3 separate regions of the Mus musculus genome follow, and regions 2 and 3 are each linked to region 1. The links are chromatin contacts, called in public ChIA-PET and promoter capture Hi-C maps. All regions are on one chromosome and are shown on one strand. Each heading gives the region's core, a stretch centred on a gene start, on an enhancer-like site or on the middle of the called end of the contact. The rest is flanking DNA. Distances are from core to core; before and after follow the strand shown. Region 1 holds the start of Slc31a1 (solute carrier family 31, member 1). Region 2 overlaps Rgs3 (regulator of G-protein signaling 3). Region 3 has its middle 18 kb from the start of Gm30699.

What was found. Promoter capture Hi-C pulls out the DNA fragments that hold promoters and counts their contacts. ChIA-PET counts read pairs in DNA pulled down with a chosen protein or histone mark.
Region 2: a promoter capture Hi-C map of pre-B cells shows a contact between it and region 1, with 2.0 times the contacts expected there. The contact joins the enhancer-like site here to the promoter of Slc31a1 in region 1. A contact is called at or near these places in 4 of 39 promoter capture datasets (the C10 cell line, frontonasal cranial neural crest and pre-B cells), 4 of 484 Hi-C or Micro-C datasets (Th1 cells, muscle stem cells, pre-B cells and 1 more), 4 of 115 datasets of contacts at active chromatin or transcription factors (bone marrow-derived macrophages, embryonic stem cells, memory CD8 T cells and 1 more) and 2 of 9 other capture datasets (liver and pancreatic islet).
Region 3: a contact with region 1 is called in an RNA polymerase II ChIA-PET map of memory CD8 T cells, with 46 read pairs. The contact joins the enhancer-like site here to the promoter of Slc31a1 in region 1. A contact is called at or near these places in 5 of 39 promoter capture datasets (cranial neural crest, liver, maxillary cranial neural crest and 2 more), 4 of 484 Hi-C or Micro-C datasets (CD4 T cells, CD8 T cells, Th1 cells and 1 more) and 7 of 115 datasets of contacts at active chromatin or transcription factors (astrocytes, bone marrow-derived macrophages, cardiomyocytes and 4 more).

Annotation. Positions count from the first base shown.
Region 1 is chr4:62,359,446-62,362,167 of GRCm38.p6, reverse strand. It overlaps Slc31a1 (solute carrier family 31, member 1), which reads right to left and starts at 1,467. Exons shown (of 5, transcript NM_175090.4): 1 at 1,325-1,467. Fkbp15 (FK506 binding protein 15) reads left to right here and starts at 1,572. Exons shown (of 28, transcript NM_001045528.2): 1 at 1,572-1,798. The coding sequence starts at 1,746.
Region 2 is chr4:62,685,581-62,688,373 of GRCm38.p6, reverse strand. All of the region lies in intron 10 of Rgs3 (regulator of G-protein signaling 3), which reads right to left. Among named protein-coding and RNA genes, the nearest start is that of Gm52741, 17 kb to the right of the region's middle. Within about 2 kb of position 1,428, at least 135 of the 459 cell types and tissues checked have an H3K27ac peak or open chromatin away from gene starts, as enhancers often do. A contact at or near this core is called in Th1 cells, memory CD8 T cells, pre-B cells and 1 more, where this site is marked.
Region 3 is chr4:62,755,777-62,758,586 of GRCm38.p6, reverse strand. No RefSeq gene overlaps it. Among named protein-coding and RNA genes, the nearest start is that of Gm30699, 18 kb to the left of the region's middle. Within about 2 kb of position 1,421, at least 79 of the 459 cell types and tissues checked have an H3K27ac peak or open chromatin away from gene starts, as enhancers often do. A contact at or near this core is called in CD8 T cells, Th1 cells, memory CD8 T cells and 1 more, where this site is marked.

The DNA.
Region 1 (2,722 bases), core at 218-2,717:
TAAACAGGAATAATTTACTCACAAAAATTGTAAGTAACATATAATATTTCTAACTACACTATTTCCCCTTCCCCCTCCCCTGGAGTTTTAGACAATAGTACAGTCACCTTCAATGAACAAAAGAGACCAAGCAACCCAGACAGTTCACAGCCAGTACAGCATTTTTATCTTTCTGGAAGCTACCTATAAAAGACAAGAGCCACTGCTTGGCTCTTTGGGTCGCACGGGGGAAAAAAAAAACCGAGAGTAAATTAAGGAACAAGGGAACAAAGCTAAGTTATATTATTCAATCTAATAAAAAATTAATGAGAATCCACTGTGGGCAAGAAGACTTACAAGTTAGTAGTTCAAAAACTGTAATAAAAAGCCCCACAGGGGAAGTGCCAAGAGGTACAAAGTTCTCTGGGAGAGAGCTTCCAATCTCTTTAGTATCATCAGAAGAGACTAAAACATTCCGGAAAGGGACACTTACAGGATCAACCTGACTGGGAAGAAAACCAGAAAGAACTCCAATGAGAACTGTGGAAATGGACACTGGGACACACTATCTGCTTAGCCACAGCGTGGCTAAGCAAGATCGTTCAAAAAAAAAAAAAAAAAAACCCAAAAACAAAAACAAAACAGGCTAACCAAAGAAATATAGAAGAAAGACATGCAACAGAGTGGGCGAAAACTGGAGGCAGAAAAGTCAGCGACAACCAATGTTGACTTAAAACCTTGGCAACAAAACTCAGCTCAGCAAAACTGGATTGAGGACTTTCTACCTTCAAAGTCTCGTCCATCATCCACCCTCCCGAATATCCCAGCTCTTCTGGACCTCTCTTATCTGGACTTTAGAAACAGGGTCCTTTCCCAAGTCCTATGCCACACAGTCTAGTTAAGGGCCAGGCTTCCTCACTCATCAGCTCTCTAAACCCTGATACAAAGGACCAGGTCTGCTCTTCACTCTGTGTGACCTCGGACTAGTCACCCAAGTGGCTAGTTCTTCTGTCTTCTTGCCTGCAGATCAGTTTATTACGAAGAGACCCGGATCAGACTCGATGATTTCAGAGATTTAAAACCTTGAAAAAGCGCATATGGAGACACTGGACACGCGGTCCTTTGCGTAGATGGGGAAACTGAGGCACCGAGCACCCTGCCCTAAGGTCATAACAGCAATGTCGCTGTAAGATCCCTGCCACTGTTCGGCTCAGATCCCATGACTTCTAGTCCGGGGCTCTTTCTCCTTCCGCCCAGCTTAAGGGAGCTGCGGGGGGTCCAGGGTTCGGGAGGGAAAAGGACAGCGAACACGCCGGGTTTGGGAAAAGGAGGGGAGTGACCTTACCTTCACAGGGTAAGCCCCGCCGCCTTAGTCTTCCTCTCAGAACTGGATCCCCTAGTCCGGTACGGACTTCTACCAAGCCCCCGCCACTACTGCCCGGCTCGACGTGTCCCACGACCGCAGTAAAGGCCGCGGATTCCCGCCCTGGACCCGCCCCCTGGGTGATCCCACCAATCACCGCTCAGAACCTAGGAACTCCACCTCCTCGGAGGGCTGGTGAGGCCTTGCGTCACTGGGAGCTCACCTCCTCATTTGCCTTTGCTCCACCTCCTCCACCGCTGGGTCTCCTCTGGGCCTCACTACCCTGAGAGAGTTTGTCCTGCCGGAAAGCAGCTCGCCGCCACGGCGTTTTACGTTACCGGCGGTGACAGGCCCTGGGAACATCCAACTTCCTCCTCCCTTCAGCTGGGCGAAAGCCGACGTGATGTTCGGTGCCGGAGACGAGGATGACACCGACTTCCTCTCGCCAAGCGGCGGGTGAGTGATTGAGGAACGGGACCCGAGCGCTGGGCTGAGAGACTGGCGCGGTGGCTGCAGGGGTCGGGCTCTTCTCAGGCCGCTTCCCAACTTCCGGGTCTAGACAGACCCTCGGCGCGTTCCACCGCTCAGCCTTCGCATTCTGAGTAGCGGTGTCACCTCGGCCCGTCTGGGTTCAGGAACTGGAACCTCCCTTGACACCCTTTTGCTTTGTGAATCACACTTTCTCCAGTGAAATGGAGAGGATTGCTGGGGAGACTGCTTGCCTCGGAGTTTATATAGGAGTCAGCTCCTATAATAAATATACGAGCTGTAAACTCAAGAGACTTTCTCTTCCCCGAGAACAGGATGGTGACACTTTGAACCAGGACCTGGTGGGCCATCTCTGGCATCCTTCAAAGCCTACTTCAGAGGTTACCTTTTTGGTGATTCTTTGCTTTCACAGTCCCGGGAGGAATAGTCTGCTTCATCTTCCATATTTCCACAAGCCTTAGCACATGGAACCTACTGAAATCTAAGCCCTGACTGAACTGCTTATGGTTGCTCATTTCTGTCTAGGTCTCAGAACAGTAACTCCTGGTGCACATTGATTGCTCACGAAGTGCCTGCGAAATTATGCTTTTTAAGCCCTAAGGTGTAACGCCAATGGGAAAGACTATTCGTTTTCTTCTGCTTTCAAACATCATATATGCCATCTTGGGAGAGAAGTCTTTAACGGCAGGCTAGATCCACCCCACCCCCCCCCTTTAATAATTAGCTCAGTGTTTTCCCTTGCGTTGTCCTAGTGGACCTCATGTCTCCCTTCAGACTTGTTAACTGCAAAGCTCACATCTTTGCACAGCCCTTCTTTGAACGCCTGCTTTACAAGTTTTGTGCATAGTGATGAACCTACTTAAGAATGACTGACACATCATCCTACCAATA
Region 2 (2,793 bases), core at 179-2,678, 330 kb before region 1:
GCTGCACACACAGGACAGAGGTCACACTGACACCTGGGAGCTACGGAGTGGATGTGAAAGTACTCTGTGGGAAGAGCCCCCATCTAGGTGCATGAAGACGGAAACATCCTACCAGGCAGAGGAAGCAGGAGCCAGCCGAGGACTATGAGATGACCTGGCCCCAGTCAGGGGAGACACTCTGAAGATGTGGGTCCCAGGCCAAAGATGGGCACCAGTGACTCCACATAGCTTCTATTCCTGAAGAATCCTGGAGCCAACCAGGAGATGGATCCTCAGGGACCCCTCAGAACCTAAAGCATCAGTCATCCCAAATCCCCACAACTTAGACCTCAGCCTGTGGTTCTCACCCTGTGAGCCCTGACCCCCTTAGGGTCAAAAGACCCTTTCACGGGGTCTCGCCTAAGAGCATTACAAAACATACATATTTCCAGTGCTTTAAGGAACTGAGACATCTGTCCTGTATCTGTCTCTGGGCAGGATGCCCACACCTGGAACTGTATTATAGCCTAGGAGTGTGGTGATGGCTTGTGTAGGGTTAATGATGGATCTAAAGGGAAAGTCTGAACTCAAGAGCATCCCTACAGAGCTGTAGACGCAAACACCCAGGATTAAAGTTTGCCTCTGTGATGCCAAGCCTCCTGCTCCAGACGAAGCAAGAAGAAGAAACTCGGGGCCTGAGCTTCAGCCTCTCCAGGCTGTTCCCGGGTAGAAAGGGAGATCATCCAGGAACAGACAGGAGGCTGAGGAGTCTGAGCAGTGAGCCTCAATGACGGGGCAAAGCCACCATGTACGATTCAGAGGCTAGGCTGGGGCCAGGACCCAAATCTGCCTCCATTCTTTGTAAATCTGCTTCTAATCTTACCCTTAGTTCCAAACCCATCACCAAATCCCAGCCTGAGTACCACACCCATCACCAAATCTTAGCCTGAGTACCAAACCCATCACCAAATCCCAGCCTGAGTACCACACCCATCACCAAATTCTAATCCTGAGCTCAAAACCCATTATCAAATCTCAGCCTGAGAACCAAACCTTTCATCACCTGTCTGCCAGGCAGTATCTGCATCAGAAAGCAAATTTTCCTGCAGCAAGTTCATGGCACCCCACATTTACATACATACACAAACACACACACACACACACACACACACACACACACACACACACACATGCCCTTTTGCCATAACCAAACCTCCATCTGCCTCTTATTGTCCTGGGAAAAGATGGAAGGAAACAGTGCTGGGTGCCCTTGGGGCCTAGCACAGAGTGACACTCACAGAGGATTCAAGTGAATGTCACTTTCCTGGGGGCCTGGGGGAAGGGCCTGAACCTGTCCCACAGGTGCCTATTGGCAGAGCCTATCCTATCCCCTTAGGCAACAAACCCCAAACCAGAAATGCAAGTCAGCCTGCCTCAGCCCTAGTCTGGGGCCAAACCAAACAAAACCAGAAGGGAAGTGCTGCTGCACAGAAGGGTGCCTGTCCCCAGAGGCCCTACCCTGAGGGATCATCTAGGAAGTCACCGGAGCTGACAGGCTTTCAGACAGCCTGGTGGTTATGGGCTCCAGTGCCCTTTCAGACTCTGGCTTTGATACAATGGGGCCCACTTTTTGGCTGTGCCTATCCTTTTCTCCAGCTGTGCTACTCAACCTCTCCTTTTCTCCAGCTGTGCCTGGGGAGGCCACATGGGACTCACAGGCTCTGGTTAGGGTCTTCCCCGTGCCTAGCCCAGGAGATGTACTGATGCAATGGCCACTTATTAGGGGTCTCATTCCAGAGATGGGAAGCAGAGGCCTGAGGCCATGAGACAATTATCTAAGAAAGCTGAGGCTCATGCAGGATTAACCCCCCTGTTTTCTGTCCCAGGTGTCGCACATACTGGGAATGGGGTGGGGGAGGCAGGGAGGAAACATATCTAGAAAGAAAGGGAACAGTTTGTGAGTAAGCTTACACAAAGTCAATGCTTTGTAGATGGGGCCTAGAACTCCTCATTCTATGCCACCCACCCAGGCAGGATCTCTGTGTACTGTGACCACTGTGGGCAGGTTCGGTCAGGCCAGTGTTCCTGGGAGAGCTAGCTGGGATGGTAGCGGCTTGAGGGCATATTCTAGGAGACCCGAGAACCCCCAGAAGTGTGGAATGGCAGGAGGGGGATACAAAGAGGGGAAAAGGGAGAGGGGATATATGGCAGGGTGGATTGTCCTGAGAATGGCATGGGCATAGATAGTGTCTTTGTGGAACCAGCTCTGGCAATGCTGAGAGGCCATGAGGGCAGAACAGCTCCATTCATCTCTTCATACACACTGCAGGGCAGCAGGGAACAAGGAGCTAGACCTCAAGGAAGAAATAAACTAGAGGCTAGACAAGCCACGTGTTGAGTGCTCTAGTAAAGAAGTTCGAGTAGTGGGGAACACACAATTTGGAGGGTGCTGCTACAGGCTGGGCTGATAAAAACCCACCCGGGGTGCCCCCAGGGATGCTAGCCTGCTCTGACAGGGCATTAGATCCCAATCATAACAAGCGGTTGCTCCCTGAGAGTGCTCATATCCCTCCAGGTCCGTATCCCCCGCAAGTCCATATCCTTCTATGTCTGTATTCCTCCAGGTCCATATCCCCCCATCTATCACTTCTTTAGCCAGGCTGGAGCAGGGTTAATTCTGTCCTTGTCTCGCCTGCTAGCAGCCACAGGAAATGAGCCAGGCCCTCTAAATGGAGCCATTGCCCGGGGCCTAATCAAATCCTCTCCCAAATGCAATCCAGAGCTTGGATCAGGCTGGGGAAGGATGGTATCGAC
Region 3 (2,810 bases), core at 172-2,671, 400 kb before region 1:
GGAGAACACAGACAACAGGAAGTCGGCCTGTGCTGGAGCAAGAAGGAACCAGGGACAGAGATGGAGGAAAATACAGCTGGTCACTGGCTGGAAGTCTCCGAGCCATGTTTTGTTTTGTTTTGTTTTGTTTGTTTGTTTGTTTTTATTCAAAACCTACGACAGTTTTTCCTTCTGTCTTGCAGTAGGTTTTAAAAGTGATTTTTGAGTGGCTGTGTCTCATTTTCGTTGCTGTGGTAAGACATCCTGTCAGAAGCAGCATGTGGGGGCAAAGGGTTTGCCTTGGCTCACTGTTCCAGGTTATAGTTCATCACAGTGGGAAAGTCAGCAAAGACGTAAGGAAGCCAGTGACATCACATCCAAGAACAGACTGGGAATAAGTGTGCGCATGCCTGTGCTCACTCTCTACACGCTCTACACTTAGATAGTACAAGATTCCCCCACCCCCACCTAGGGGATGGTTTCACCCACAGTGGGCTGGGTCTTCCCACCTCAGCAATAAAGACAATCCCCCACAGACATGTTTACAGGCCATTCCATGATCTAGACAATCCCTCACTGAGACTCCCTTCCCAGGTGATTCTAAAACTCACCACCACACTGCCCTATTGTTCTAAAAACCTCATCTTTCCCTGAAATTGTCTTAGGACGCTGTGGTCTGTGATGTTTTTGACACAGGCACCTTAAGATTATAGGCACATCTGCCTGGAGTCTTCTAGAGACCTGACCTGAGGCTTGATGTGTGGAGAGGAGTTCCTGTGAATAGGATTCTGGGGGCCTGGGTTCTCCTGGGGCCTCTTCTGCCTGAGATGCTGTCGCTAAGCTATCTTTACCTTTGTCTCCTGCACTTACCCGCAAGGCGTTCACTTTCAGAGCTGCCATTGAATTTTATACCAGCCCGCAGGTGCTGAGCAGGAATCGTCACCCATTCTGAAGATGACAAAACTGAGCCCCAGAGACACAAAAGTGTCATCTGAGATACACACCGAGTTTTGGAAAGAAGCTTTCCTTATTTTTGGTTGCTGACTTCCAGTCTGAGCCAGAGGTGCCTTCCCTTTCCCAGTGAGAAGAGAGATAGCCTTCAGCAGAATGGCCCAGAACTGTGTAGTTCACAGGCACCAGGAGCCCGTGTGGCTTGGCCAGAGTCAAAGAGGAGGGGCTGCCTGCTGGCAGTACTTCACAGTCTCTGGAGGCAGAACTCTTGAGCTTTGGCCTCAGGGACCAGGTTGGTGGAAGGAGCAGTTCGGGGGTTCACTCCACTCCTGAAGCTGAAGAACAGCCTGGTATAGCTTGAGATGTGGAGGGACCTTGACAAGGAGTCAGGGCCCTACCTGGATTCAAGTGTGCTCTCAGCATAAGCACTGACTGGGGCAGGCAGGTCATGTGGATGAGGTGATGAGTGTCCCCTCCGGGAGGCATCCAGACAGAGGCTGACAGACTGTCATCTCTGGATCTCCGATGAGGTATGAACGGTGACATTAAGCCTCAGTAGCTCTTCTAACAGGAAACAGAGGCAAACCGCAAAGCTTCAGCCCCGGCCTCTCCCTCCAGCAATCCCAAGAATGTGGTTGAGGGCCCAGGGTTGGAGGCCATGCCCACAATCCCCCTGTGGCTTGGCAGGGAGCAGAGGGTCTCCCAAGGAGGAGATAAGCACTGAAGTAAGACTCGGGAAACTCTGCAGTGTTAATAGCAGGGCTGCACAGATTCTGTGCACTTCTCTCTCAGCCATTCAAGAGAGTATCACTCTTCCTGTCTGGAGGGCTGGCTTCACATGTTGTCGTGAAACAGACGGGTGGAGAAGACATGCAGAGGAGACGGCTCAGTAAAATACATCAATGCAGACAGGCGGAGTTGAGCTCCCCACTCAGCCACATAAAAGCCAAGCACATAGGTGCATACTTGGGGTCCCAGTAAGGGAGGAGGGGAAAGACAGGAGGATCCTGGGCTAGCGGGCCAGCCAGTCTAGCCAATCAGCAAACTTTAGATCCTTCGAGGGACTTTGTCTCAGAAAATAATGTGAAGAGAAATTAAAGAAGACACTCATTGTTGACCTCTGGCCTCTACAGGCAAGCATAAGCATATACATGTGTGTGCACACACATGTGTGCCCGGACACACACACACACACACACACACACACACAGAGAGAGAGAGAGAGAGAGAGAGAGAGAGAGCAGACCCATGAATACATGATGTGCAGTCTGTCCAGCACTCAGAACAGAAAAGTGTCATAGGCAATAGCAAAACTAAAGGATCCTGGGGACACACTAGTGGGACAAAGAAGTTTCCAGAAAAGGCTGAGCAGAAATGAACAGCAGCCAAGCAGGATGTCCCTCAGCACTCTCTAAAACTAAAGCCATGAACAAGTGAAGCTCAGCTGAGAAACAGCCCAGGCATCCCCCGGCTCACCTGCCTGTCACAGCAACCTGTCCTGAACCCTGGAGCCTGAGATGAGGTCCAGGGTCAGCAGGCAGGGAAAATGGTGAGTATCACCAAGATGGCTACAGCCATGTCAGGTTGAGTCACCCCACTTGCCGTAGCATGTCCTCATCCTAGCTCCTCCCTGGGCCTCAGTTTCCCCATGTGAAAAAATGTAGAAGAGACCGGATGTTGATTTCTAACCACGGTTGGCTTAGAACCAGTTTCAGAGTACACAGAGAAAATTGAAGCTATTTCTTCTTTCTGGGGCCAAGTGCACTAAAACACTGGGGTCTGAGTGAGGGAGTGAGTCTGAGTCCCACCCACCCTAAGTCCCTCTCACCATCTGAGCATCCCCCCCACTCCAAGCCCCAGGGCTCCAGATGTGGAGCTCC